Linked DNA regions of Ovis aries: region 2 is linked to region 1. Evidence: chromatin contacts called from public Hi-C data. All regions are on one chromosome and are shown on one strand. Each heading gives the region's core, a stretch centred on a gene start, on an enhancer-like site or on the middle of the called end of the contact. The rest is flanking DNA. Distances are from core to core; before and after follow the strand shown. Region 1 overlaps LOC114113914 (a long non-coding RNA gene). Region 2 overlaps LOC114113914 (a long non-coding RNA gene).

What was found. A called contact is a pair of places that touch in the nucleus more often than the background predicts.
Region 2: a contact with region 1 is called in a Hi-C map of muscle, with 2.3 times the contacts expected there. The contact joins two enhancer-like sites. A contact is called at or near these places in 4 of 16 Hi-C or Micro-C datasets (liver, muscle and tail adipose tissue).

Annotation. Positions count from the first base shown.
Region 1 is chr3:43,905,374-43,908,531 of ARS-UI_Ramb_v3.0, forward strand. The region is part of intron 1 of LOC114113914 (a long non-coding RNA gene); the gene reads left to right. Among named protein-coding and RNA genes, the nearest start is that of LGALSL, 51 kb to the left of the region's middle. Within about 2 kb of position 1,753, at least 21 of the 54 cell types and tissues checked have an H3K27ac peak or open chromatin away from gene starts, as enhancers often do. A contact at or near this core is called in muscle, where this site is marked.
Region 2 is chr3:43,951,158-43,954,370 of ARS-UI_Ramb_v3.0, forward strand. The region is part of intron 2 of LOC114113914 (a long non-coding RNA gene); the gene reads left to right. Among named protein-coding and RNA genes, the nearest start is that of LGALSL, 97 kb to the left of the region's middle. Within about 2 kb of position 1,539, at least 2 of the 54 cell types and tissues checked have an H3K27ac peak or open chromatin away from gene starts, as enhancers often do. A contact at or near this core is called in muscle, where this site is marked.

The DNA.
Region 1 (3,158 bases), core at 503-3,002:
GTGCATGTTCCTTGAGTGAATGAATGTGTATTTATAGATCACTGTCCATGTGATGGATAAGCTGGACACAGAGAAACTCAAAGCCAAATGTTGAAGGCCTTGTTCAAGAAACAATCATCAGGAACAGAGATTAAGTCTCCCACACAGATGATGAGTTCACTGTGGAAAACTGAATTTGATTTGTAAAGACTTGGACCTCACTACAACTCTGGAGAACAGCAGCAATCGTTTCTTATTGGGTCCCCCGCCCAACCTGTCACCATGGGTGACCTGTGGGTATAACGGATTCGTTCCTGGTGGCTCAGACAGTAACGAATCTGCCTGCAATGTGGGAGACCTGGGTTTGATCCCTGGGTTGGGAAGATCCCCTAGAGAATGGAATGGCAACCCACTTCAGCGTTCTTGCCTGGGGAATCCCATGGACAGAGGAGCCTGATGGGCTGCAGTCCAAGTGGCTGCAAAGAGTCGGACATGACTGAGCAATTAAGCACACCCACAGCTCCTGTAGCAACCAGAAAAGCGGCACCAGGGCCGGAGGCCAAGGGCCCCTCCCTCAGCTTGGGGGAGATCCTCTAATTGCCAGCAGCTCTGCAGTCTTGAGCAAAGGGTTCTGCGGCTGCTGGGGGCCAGGGCCCTCCCCTCTAAGCTTCCGATGATGGCTCACTTCCTTCCGTGTATGTGTTGGGGGAAATTCAAAGCTACATTTTCAATTTCCCACTCCCTTTGCCATTACATTCTTGGTGGGTTTTCCAGCCTTCTTGATTGCTAGATCTGGACTTCAGGCCTGGTGAACCCTAGATGCACCGATAAGTTTACAATAGGATCAAAGGATATTTTCAGATCTGGGGCTGAGCAGCCTCTAATTATTCTCTTTATTATAATTTTTCCAACGACTTCCTATTCCTTCCTTCCTATATATATATATATATATATTTAAAATTTTTATTTATTGGCTAAGCTGGGTCTTCGTCACTACTTCGGCAGGGGCTACTAGTTGCAGCGAGCAGGGGCTGCTCTCTAGTTGTGGTATGCAGGCTTCTTTTGCCATGGAGCGTGGGCTTCAGCAGTTTCGGCACATGAGCTTGGTAGTTTAGGTTCCCAGATTCTAGAGCACGGGCTCAGTAGTTGTGGCATAGAGGCTTAGTTGCTCCGAGGCATGTGGGATCTTCCCAGACCAGGGATCGAACCCGAGTCTCCTGCACTGACAGGTGGGTTCTTTATCACCAAGCCACCACGGAAGCCCCTTTCCTTCCTACATTAAATCTCTAATGTCCATCAGTTGTACATAAGATCCACAATGGCACAATACTGATAGCAGCAGTTGGTACGTGTAGGTACCTTGTTGGACTGAAAATTAATGAGTGAATGGCTGTGTATTAGAACAAAATGAATGAAGGCTGTAAACACTCTTTTGGTTGTTTTTTTCAACTAGACTATCTCCCTGTCATCTGTGCTGGCTAAGTCTGGCTCTGTCTGAGGGCTAGATGAGCTGGTCTGATTCCTCTGGTCTGAGGACTCTGGGACAGTGAGGTAGGGGAGAAGAAAGTGAGGGGCCTGAGGGAAGAGGCAGCTGGTAGGTCTTTCAGGAGCCTCATTGCCCAGTGAGATTTCTTCTGGCAGCTTCCCCCATCGCTGACCTGGAGCTGGAGCCAGCGTGCTCCACAGAAGCAGCTTGGCTGTGGTCACACTGTCTGGCTCCAAAGTCAAGAACAGTGAAGTGGCGAGGGGCCTGCTCTGTGGGCCCAGGGGTTAGGGAAGGGGGTGGGACTTGAAAGGCAAGGAGCCCGGCCCCATATGGCATCCGGATTTTAAACGACTCTACTTAGAAATAGAAGAAAATCTCTCCGGAAAATGGGAGGGCTCTGGCAGGCATCCCAGGCCTGAGGAACAGCAAGTTCCTGCCAACTTGTGACGGAAGTGGAGGTTTTGTGGGAAGGGCGGAGGGAAGAGGGCTCTGAAGAGAATGGACACAACCCGGCAGCGTTCTTCCTGGTTAAAAAGCCTGTCTGGGGGTAAACATGTTTCTGAAAATGAAGACACTTTTTATTCTTCCAGACTGGCCTACTTCCTGTGAATGCAGTTATTCCCAGGTGTGCGTGTTTATGTTCAAAGAAGGGATATGATAAACTATTCGTGGTCCCAGCCTGAGAAGGCTTTGGAATCATGGAGTGCAAAACTCAGCCTCACAACAGAATGGATACATGTATATGTATGACTGAATCCCTTCACTGTTCACCTCAAAATATCACAACATTGTTATAGGCTATACCCCAATACAAAATGTTTTTGGTGCTAAGAAAATTAAAGAAAAAAAAAAAGCCCCACCTCTTTGTGTTTCTGAGGCAGGAACATGCCTTCTAGATTTCATCTTCTAGGATAAGGCTGGGAATTCTCCTGGGAAACTCCTTTCCAGCCTGTGAGAGCCAGAGGCCCACTTATGGCCTCTTCAGGGCTTTTTTTAGGCTGAGGAGGGTGAGGGCTACAGATATGTAGACAACCTGCCTTGGCTGCTCCAGCAAGGTGCACTTGGGGAAGGAAAGCTCTGAGCGGGGAGCAGGAGCCATGAATGAAGAGGGAGAAGGAGTTACACATTTACATTTGCAGAGAGGTCTAAAATCAGCATGGTTCCCAAGAGATCCAAAGTGGATAAGCAGACCCTCAGTCTGCAATAAGTCATTCTCCTGTCCAGAACCCCAGCCAACAGCTGTCCCTGATGGGGTGGCGGCATTTCCTAATCTCTTTGACTCCAGAGCCTCACTGTGAAGCTGTCCCCAGAGCTGAAGGAGCGTCTTTTTTCTGAGAGTGGACTGTGAATCTGATTCATCTGGGAAGCCCACCTGGAAAGCCCTGTGGAGCAGGGTACGGCAGAGGGGGCGAGTGCATGTGTGTGCACGCCAAGTCACTTGTCATGTCTGACTCTTTGTGACCCTATGAGCTGTAGCCCCCTCAGGCTCCTCTGTCCATGGGGATTTTCCAAACAAGAATACTGGAATGGGTTGTCACGCCCTCCTCCAGGGGATCTTCCCAATTCAGGGATTCAACTTGTGTCTCTTCTGTCTCCTGATTGGCAGGTGGGTTCTTTACCACTAGTGCCACTTGGGAAGCCCGAGGGGAGAAGTGGCTGCATTTAAAGCCACCCCTTTCACAAGGCTTTCTGA
Region 2 (3,213 bases), core at 289-2,788, 46 kb after region 1:
CATAGCACATAAGATAAGTCCTATGCTCAGATGCTCAGTCGTGTCTGACTCATTGCGACCCTGTCACCCGCCAGGCTCCTCTGTCCATGGGATTTCCCAGGCAACAATATTGGAGTGGGGTGCCATTTCCTGCTCCAGGCCAGAATACTGGAGTGGGTAGCCTTTCTCTTCTCCAGAGGATCTTCCCAACCCCAGGATCGAACCAGGTCTCCTGCACTGCAGGCAGATTCTTTACCAGCTGAGCCACAAGGGAAGCCCCCAGGCTAGAGTATATTTCTGGAAATGGATTACTGCTGATGAAACCTGTCTTCCAGAGAAAAAGTTGTTTCTTTGATGTTTCTTCTCAAAAATGGAGGAAGACCTATCCAAGGAGATAGAAAAAATACACAGAGAAATACATTATTTGAGTTGATTGTTGAGTGCCCATAGTGAAGTAGGCACAAACAAGCATTGCACAAATGGAAGAGGGAGAGGCTTGCATGGGTTTGAGGAAAATAGGGACAGTGCTCAGGGATCTTGCTTCACCTAGAACCTCCCTTCAGAACCCACCCTGCAGCTTCTGTTTTCTTCACGTGGATTTCCTTCAGCATTTAGGCATTTGACACTTGTCCCAATTTCACAGCCTGTCTTTCCAGAGCTGTCTAGACATTTCCTGATCTCTGAATACAGGCTACCACTTCTAGCCCCTCCTCCTCAACAGAGGATTCCTACACTTAAAGTTGCCTTCAAAGCCATCATCACTTTTTTGAATGCGTTAATGAGCACTAGTTGAACTGAACCAAAAATGTGTCTGCTCTAGGCTAGGTAATGCCACCCTAGGGTGGAACCACAAACTCTGTTCTCTTTTTCTTGACCCTGTATTCTCCATGTCCTCCTCAATTCCAATTAGACCGAGGGCCCAGAGTGAGCAAAGAGGGTTCACTCTGCTTACGAACTACCTGGGAGTTCACAAGCTACTCAAGTTTTTGACAGTTTCCAAGGCCTTGTGAAGGGTTGGAATGAGTGGAGAAGTCTGGGAGCGGCCCCTTGGCTGAAAACCAGGGGAGCTGAAAGTTTGCCAGCAAGCCCTAGAGGGTGACTCAGTGGGAAGCAACTTTATAGAGAAGAGTGGTAAGTAGGATGTGGTCAAAAGAGGCGTGAGGAGAGGACGCCTTTCGCACGTTGTAAAGCTAATGTGGCTTGGTGGTTCAATCAGCATTTCTCCCCAGTTGGTACTGAGATCTCAACCAGCCCAGCCTCCAGCTCTGGGCCCTGTGGGACCCTGGCTGTAAGGGTATTCCTCCCTTCCACTCTTCCAGTGACCTCCCAATCATGACCAAGAGAACAGAGGAAATTGGTCACCTTGGGAGCAACTGATATCTTGAGGGGACATGGTGACCACAAAAACAAAGAGTTGTGTTTGTGGTTTGGAATGTCATTCCGATTGCGAGGATGCGTGTCATCCCGAGTATGCAGAAGCTTGCTCGCAGTTCAGGAGGGACGGATCACAAACCCCGTCATGTGTTTCTAGGAAACGCTGATACCTGATTATTATTAGACCAAGATGCCAGCCACGCCAGTGGCCTCAGACCCGTTCCCTGTTGGCCTGGCTCTGGGGTATCCCATAGCACTGACCCTGGACTGTGTGCCAGTCTGGAAGGGAGAGGCCCACATGCCTGTGGACTCCAGTGGCCCCAAGCAGGCCGCTGGCTCCGTGCTGCCAGGGTCAGCCACACACACAAAATGTGACCACTCTGCTCAGCATTGCATGCCGGCTAGCCAGTCTCATCCAGGAGGAGCTGCGTGGGTCCTAGCCTAATTCGTGACACCTATTTAAATACTATTTTTCAAGAAGCTGCAATTGCCAAGAAATGACTAGAAGTTGTAGCCTATTTGTATGTGAGGAGAGGAGTGTGGAACAAGGTTGGGAGGAAAGCTTCTCAATGTTTACCTTTTTACAACTTTTTGTATTTGAACCATGGGAGCATATTATATATTTCAAAAGAAAATAAGGAAAAAAACCTCTCATTATCTCAGAAAGTGTCTTCTAGCTAAGAAACTTCCCACTGGCATCTCTTAAAGTTGCTTGCTGTGTAGGAGTACTAGTCACAGGTTCTCTGTCAAGGATGTGCTGTGTGTGTGCCCTTGGACTCAAGGTGACCCCTCCCCAAAGGTCAGAGACTCCTACTCATCAAGCAGTGAGGGTGGGATGATGTTGCAGCTTGCAATAATTTCATGGCCTCTAGAACAGGGATGGGGGAGCCTGGTGGGCTGCCGCCTATGGGGTCACACAGAGTCAGACACGACTGAAGTGACTTAGCAGCAGCAGTAGAACAGTGTGAAATGTGAGGAGACTACTTCCTGAATCCCCACTCCCAGAGGGCAGCCCCAGAGAGGAAAGGGTCTTTTCTAGGCTGAGGGGAGGCATCATCAGCAAGATTTCCCATGCTTGACGGAGACACACCCCATTTCCACCGGGAGACCATGGGATGCGGTTTCTTCACCACCCAAGCCATGGGGGTCGTGTTGGAGTCTGAGGCCGAAGGAAAGTTGTGTGCCCCCATATGCCCTTGCTTTTTCCAGAACATTAAAGCAGTGGGAAAAATACTGAAAGATCAAAAAGTAAGTATGCTAAAACTCACATTCAGTTCAGTTCAGTTTAGTCACTCAGTCGTGTCCGACTCTTTGCGCCCCCATGAATTGCAGCACGCCAGGCCTCCCTGTCCATCACCAACTCCCAGAGTTCACTCAGACTCACGTCCATTGAGTCAGTGATGCCATCCAGTCATCTCATCCTCTGTCGTCCCCTTCTCCTCCTGCCCCCAATCCCTCCTAGCATCCGAGTCTTTTCCAATGAGTCAACTCTTCTCATGAGGTGGCCAAAGTACTGGAGTTTCAGCTTTAGCATCATTCCTTCCAAAGAACACCCAGGGCTGATCTCCTTTAGAATGGACTGGTTGGATCTCCTTGCAGTCCAAGGGACTCTCAAAACTCACATTAAGTTCAAATATTTAATTTACACCCAGTGAAATTTACTATGATTTTAAATAATTAATATATTATAATCAATTACTAACAATTAAATATTTTTAAAGTTAAGATTTTTTTTCTTTTTCTTTAAAAATTTTTTTTAATCTTTATTTTTACTTTATTTTACTTTACAATACTATATTGGTTTTGCCATACATTGACATGAATCCACCACGGGTGTACATGCATTCCCAAACATGAACC